2 separate regions of the Canis lupus genome follow, and region 1 is linked to region 2. A link is a contact called in public Hi-C data. All regions are on one chromosome and are shown on one strand. The core of a region is the stretch at or near the end of the contact, and the rest is flanking DNA. Distances in the headings are between cores, read along the strand shown. Region 1 holds the start of C6H16orf54 (transmembrane protein C16orf54 homolog). Region 2 has its middle 30 kb from the start of ZG16.

The links. Hi-C and Micro-C count contacts between places; a contact is called where the count stands out from the background.
Region 1: a contact with region 2 is called in a Hi-C map of blood, with 2.1 times the contacts expected there. The contact joins the promoter of C6H16orf54 here to the enhancer-like site in region 2. A contact is called at or near these places in 2 of 9 Hi-C or Micro-C datasets (both in blood).

Annotation. Positions count from the first base shown.
Region 1 is chr6:18,016,200-18,018,951 of UU_Cfam_GSD_1.0, forward strand. C6H16orf54 (transmembrane protein C16orf54 homolog) reads right to left here and starts at 1,315. Exons shown (of 2, transcript XM_038539838.1): 1 at 1,146-1,315. KIF22 (kinesin-like protein KIF22) reads left to right here and starts at 1,460. Exons shown (of 14, transcript XM_038539841.1): 1 at 1,460-1,560. The coding sequence starts at 1,503.
Region 2 is chr6:17,973,396-17,976,226 of UU_Cfam_GSD_1.0, forward strand. No RefSeq gene overlaps it. Among named protein-coding and RNA genes, the nearest start is that of ZG16, 30 kb to the right of the region's middle. Within about 2 kb of position 1,541, at least 6 of the 20 cell types and tissues checked have an H3K27ac peak or open chromatin away from gene starts, as enhancers often do. A contact at or near this core is called in blood, where this site is marked.

The DNA of each region.
Region 1 (2,752 bases), core at 65-2,564, 43 kb after region 2:
GACTCGATCCCCGGTCTCCAATATCATGCCCCGGGCTGAAGGTGGCGCTAAACCGCTGAGCCACCCAGGCTGCCCCTCAAAAACTTTTTTTAAGATTTGTAAATTATTTAAGTAATCTCTACACCCAACATGAGGCTCAAATTTACAACTCCAAGATCAAGAGTCAAATGCTCTGCGGACTCAGCCAGCCAGGCGCCCCTGGGGCCTCACATTTTAAGAACGTAAAAGGACCTCAAGAGCAAAATTGTTCTCAGGAACAAAGGGTCTAACACTTTTTTTTTTTTAATTTTTATTTATTTATGATAGTCACAGAGAGAGAGAGAGGCGCAGAGACACAGGCAGAGGGAGAAGCAGGCTCCATGCACCGGGAGCCCGATGTGGGATTCGATCCCGGGTCTCCAGGATCGCGCCCTGGGCCAAAGGCAGGCGCCAAACCGCTGCGCCACCCAGGGATCCCTGTTTTGTTTTTTAACAGGATGGACATAATGTCTAAATCAGGGCCCTACCCCAGGAGCTCAAAGATGTGACATTAATCCCTGGTTAGGCTTCCAGAAGGGAAAGGTAACTAATTCACAAACAGGTGAACCACAGGACACTGGGGAGTGGAACCGTAGGTGAGGCTGACTAGGTAAAAGACTGAACATGCCTTTAACGTTCACTCCAATATGTTCTGAATTGCCAAGTAAGGAACATCGGAGCTGGTCTCCCGGGCTCAGATTTGACATAAGAGGACACGTAAGTCACCTGCACCTCACATAGTGGATTTGGGCTCAGCAGGAGGTGAGTGCACCGTGACTGCCTACAATCCGGGCAGCGCGGTCCAGACCTACAGGAGTGACCAGACGGTAAAGCACCGCTGACTGGCACTGAGTTCAAGTCTCGAAATCCACAAAGACGACCTCGCCAACCCCCACTCCCAAGGGCGCGAAGGCAAGAAACTGCAGAAAGTGAAGCTTAGAATAACTCGTTTTCTCGCAACGTCTTCCCGTTTCATAGAATCATCCCTTCTGCCACTATAATAGCTTAAGCTGTGTTCAATTCAGGGAAATTAGGGGCTAAATCGATGGAGTGCCTTCGATCCCTGCGTGGTTCGTACCCAAATCCGTGGTTGAGGGGGAAAAACGAGGCGAGAAGTCTGTACTTACGCAAATCTACTCTGGGACACCCGAAAGCCAGAAGGTACGGGGAGTCCGGTGCCCGGCCTCGCCCAGCAGCTCCTCCGACTGCTTCCGCTGCCGCCGCCGCCCCTGCCTCCCGCGCGGGAATTCGAGCGGGAGCCCGGCCGCTGCCGCCACCGCTGGCTGGCCAACCTGCGCGCATGCGTCCTCCGCCCCGGGGAGGTTTTTCTTGCAGGTCCCAGAGGCGAACCCTAGAGGGCGGGATGGTTGAGAGCTGCCGTCAGCGGCTTCCGGCGGCGAGCAGGCGTGATTGGTGGAACCCAGAACAGGGGGCGGGGCACCGGGAAATTCGAATAGGAGAGGCGGGCCAACGGAGGGAGTGGAATGGACGCGGGGGGCGCCGCGCCGCTCAGGCGACGCGAGATGGCGGCGGCGGTCTCAGGTACGCCACCCCGGCCTGGACGGGGTGCCAAAGTCTGGAGCCTGGTGTGGTAACGCCCGGAGTCTGGTCCGGCCTCTGTGGGTTGTCGCGGAGAGGCCGAAGTGGCGCGGGGAGGGGAAGGTGGGAGTGTGGGACTTCCGAGCGGGCCGGCCCCGCTCGCATTTTCCTGCTCACTGTTTCCAGCTCTCCGCGCGGGTCAGTGGGCCGTGTTAAGACCCGGTTCCGACACTAGAGCTTTGTTTGAGCCTAGCGCACTTGCCGCCCTTTGCGAGCCGCAGTTTTATTGTCGAATGGGGACAGCGACCCCATCTCGGGAGATGAGTGAGCGAAAAGTAGGTGACACTGAACCGTAAGGACCAAAAGAAAGAAGCTGGATGCACGTTTGACTGTGTTCTTGACGTGCTGTTTGAGTGAGAGGAGATCCCGGGGAGATGCAGGGAGGCCGAGGTTCAGACCGGCCGTAGCTGGGTGTAAGTTGACAGCCTTAGATGTGCTGAGGTCCCGGACCAGGGAAATAAAGGTCTAGCCGTGGAAGTCAGTGCCCTTTTAGGGTTGGAAAGGCTGTTGGGACATTCGGAATCTTGTAAGTGCGTATTTGTTTACAGATGTCTCTGCTCTCTCCCTGTACACTGAGTTCTGGCCAGTGATTATGGTGGGGACGGTAGTAATTGATTGAGTCCCCTGCTGTTTGTCAGGCCCTGGGAAAAACAGAGCTATTTAGCAGAATGTCAGGCACATGTTGAACGCTTGCTAGGTGCCAGGCATAGTTGTAAGCACTTTGTGGTGATGAATCATTTAATCGCCACACAATGCTACGAGATTGTTGGCTGTTGTCCTTGTTTTACAGATGAGGAAACTGAGGTGAAGATGGGTTAAATAGCTTGCTCAGAGTTAACACGACTAGTAAATATTGGGGTCTGAATTTGTGCTCAGGCAAGTCCTACTCTAGAGCCTCTGCTCTTTTTTTTTTTTTTTTTTGAGAGATTTTATTTATTTATTCATGAGAGACACAGGCGGAGGGAAAAGCGGGCTCCATGCAGGGAGCCCAATGTAGGAATCTATCCTGAAACTCTGGGATCACACTCTGAGCCACCCAGGCGTCCCTAGACTTGTATTATAAAAGCAGTTGTTTACGTATAACTCTTCTTTGCTTCTCCCCTAGACTGTGAGCTTTGGGACAGGAATGGCACGT
Region 2 (2,831 bases), core at 291-2,790:
CTCCTGCTTGGCCTCTTTACTCATGCAAATTCATGACCCCTGTATTTTCTTTTTTCCTGGTTTTATCCTGGGGACAAATGTTGTCTCTGTACCCAAGGACAGCTGTGGAGTGATTCTGAGATAATCTTCTAGTTAGTTAATTTGTTTCTTTCCCATTGTTACTATTACTTTGGAATAATGGCAGAGCATATAAATAAGAGAATCATATCTGCCACCGTTGGTGGTGGAAACTTGGGGATTTTCAGGTACGGGACAGCAGGTGAGGCCATGGGCATGAGTGAGATTGCTCAGGAGAAGCGTGGCAGGCAAGAACAAAAGCTGTCCAGGATGGACTGCTGAAGAAGGCAGACAAGAAAGAAGTCAGAGAGGATGGCCAGAGGGAGGGAAGGGATATCAGGTGTGTGTGGAATCACAGAAGCTAAGCGAAGAGAACATGTCAAGAAAAGAATCAAGGGATACCTGGGTGGCTCAGCAGTTGAGCATCTGCCTTTGGCTCAGGTCATGACCTGGAGTTCTGGGATCGAGTCCCACATCTGGCTCCCGCGGGGAGCCCACTTCTCCCTCTGCCTATGTCTGCCTCTCTTTCTCTGTGTCTCTCATGAATAAATAAATTAAAAATCTTAAGAAAAAAAGAGAAAAAAAATGTAGCCTACAGAGGTATCCTTTAAGTAAAATATGCAGGTCATGATTTTGGTGAAAGCAGTTTCTAAAAAAAAAAAAAAGAAAGAAAGAAAAAAAAGAAAGCAGTTTCTTCTGGAGTGCTGGAGGCATGCCAAAGCCTACAGCAGGTTTCAGCTGCTGGGGAGAGGAGGAAACCTAGACTGTTAAGACAGACAGCTCTTTCCAGAAGTTTGGCAGTGAAGGAGGTGCGAGGTCATGCGTGGTGAAGGATGGAGAATTGGTTGTCGGTTGGCTGGTTTTTTTAAGGTGGAAGAGATCTGATCTTGTTTATAGAGGAAATAGTCTGGGTTTTGTGATGTCGTGAACAGTGTAACCTAAAGAGCACATCCCCACCATAAAACAGGTAGAGATTAGGCATAAAATCAAGTAAACATCCCTCAAAATGCACAGCTGGGTTTCAAGATAGTAAGGGGAATCCCCACACACAAGGAGGAAATTGAAAACCAGAGCTCTGAGGCCGTAGATCTTGGCAACACAGGGGCTTTGGGCTTTACCTTCACTTAGAGATTGGAGATGAGGTCTTGCAGGGCCATTGAAAACGGAGACCCTAATATAAAGCTCAACCCCTTAAAGGGGGACCCTTAGTGAAGGAGTAGACTAGAAAAAAAGATCTTTCCATCGGCTCAGAGAGCACAAAAGAACCTTGCCTGCCTCGCCCTGAGATCTGATGGCAATAGAAAAGTCCTGAGAATTCATTGCAGAAGGCTTGCCCTCACTTGGATTTGGGTTCCAAGTTTACACCATCATGGAAGCCCAGATAAAATGAGCAAATAACATGGTTCAGGGTTTGTAATACCCTTGAAGCATCCTTGACAGGAGCAAACCAGAATCTCTCTAGAAAGACACCATCAAACTTAGTCACATGGTGTCCCCCTGCTGACTCTGAGTTCACAGCCCTGAATTAGAAACTTAAGAGGAAACCATCTGTCATGGACGAAAGTAAGCACCCCAGAACTCCAGACAACAGAATCATGGAGCAAAAGACCACACAGTAAGTATATTTTAAGCACCTGAAGAATTAAAAGAAGGACTCAGCATGAGAAAGTAATCAGAGGGTGTTAAAAAGGAGAGGCAGAGGTTTAAAACAAAGAGAAAGGAAAAGGGTAAAACTAATGCCACTGTTAATCCACCCACCTAGCCATCCGTTCCCCTTTCCTGTGGCCCCTTGTCTGGGTCTGAGAGTGTAAAGATGACTCTGGGGACAGCAGGCTGGACTCTAGGGCAGGAACATCACATTCGTCCATGCATGTGCACGCCCCTCTTTCCTTTCCCAGCATCTTTAAGAGGTCAAGCTAGAAAGTCCCCACAGGGCATCTTGTTCAACCTCTTTTTTTTTTTTTTTTTTTTTTTAAGATTTTATTTTATTCATGAAAGACACAGAGAGAGGTGGGGACACAGGCAGAGGGAGAAGCAGGATCCCTGCGGGGAGCCTGATGTGGGACTCATCCCAGGACCCTGGGATCATTACCCTCAAGGCAGATGCTCAACCACTGAGCCCCTAGATGCCCCTCTTGGTTAACTTTCAACTTTCTCGCAGAGAAAGAATGTGAGTCCTAGCAACATAAAAATCACTTTCCTGAAGTCTCCAAGTGTGTGGGCGGCGAGGCCAGCTGGAGAGCCAGGGCCTTGCCTCTGCTGATCACTTGACATGCGGGCGTCTGAGCTCTGAACACTGTACGCCTGTTGTGTTTCCCTGGCAGATTGTTTGCCCCTCATGTGCAGGGTCCCCACGACCCAGTCCTGCCAGCTGATGATGACAATGAGAAGCAACATGGTTTTCCAGCTCCTGAGTGACAGAGATGGGACCAGAGCCCTGATCTCTATCTTGTATCAGTTCTGTCCCGGTCTTCTGTCACCCTCCCCCAGCCCTGCCCCTGCCACTGGAGACGCTGAGCTCGTTGAGAGTTGAGAGCGAGGGCCTGATTCCTCCACCCGCAGGGCCTGGCTCAGAGGAATGCCCTGCTGGTACTTCCACTTCCTTCCTGCATCCAGGGGGTGAATGCTCCAAGGCCCTCCTGAGCAGGAAGGAAGAGCTGTGTCCAGCATTAACCGGGTGTGAACTTGGGAGGTTCCTGGCCATTCAGTAGCACAGGATGGCTGCTCCTCCCCACCCCCCAGGACTCTGAGTCTCTCTGTACTTCCGGGGGCGG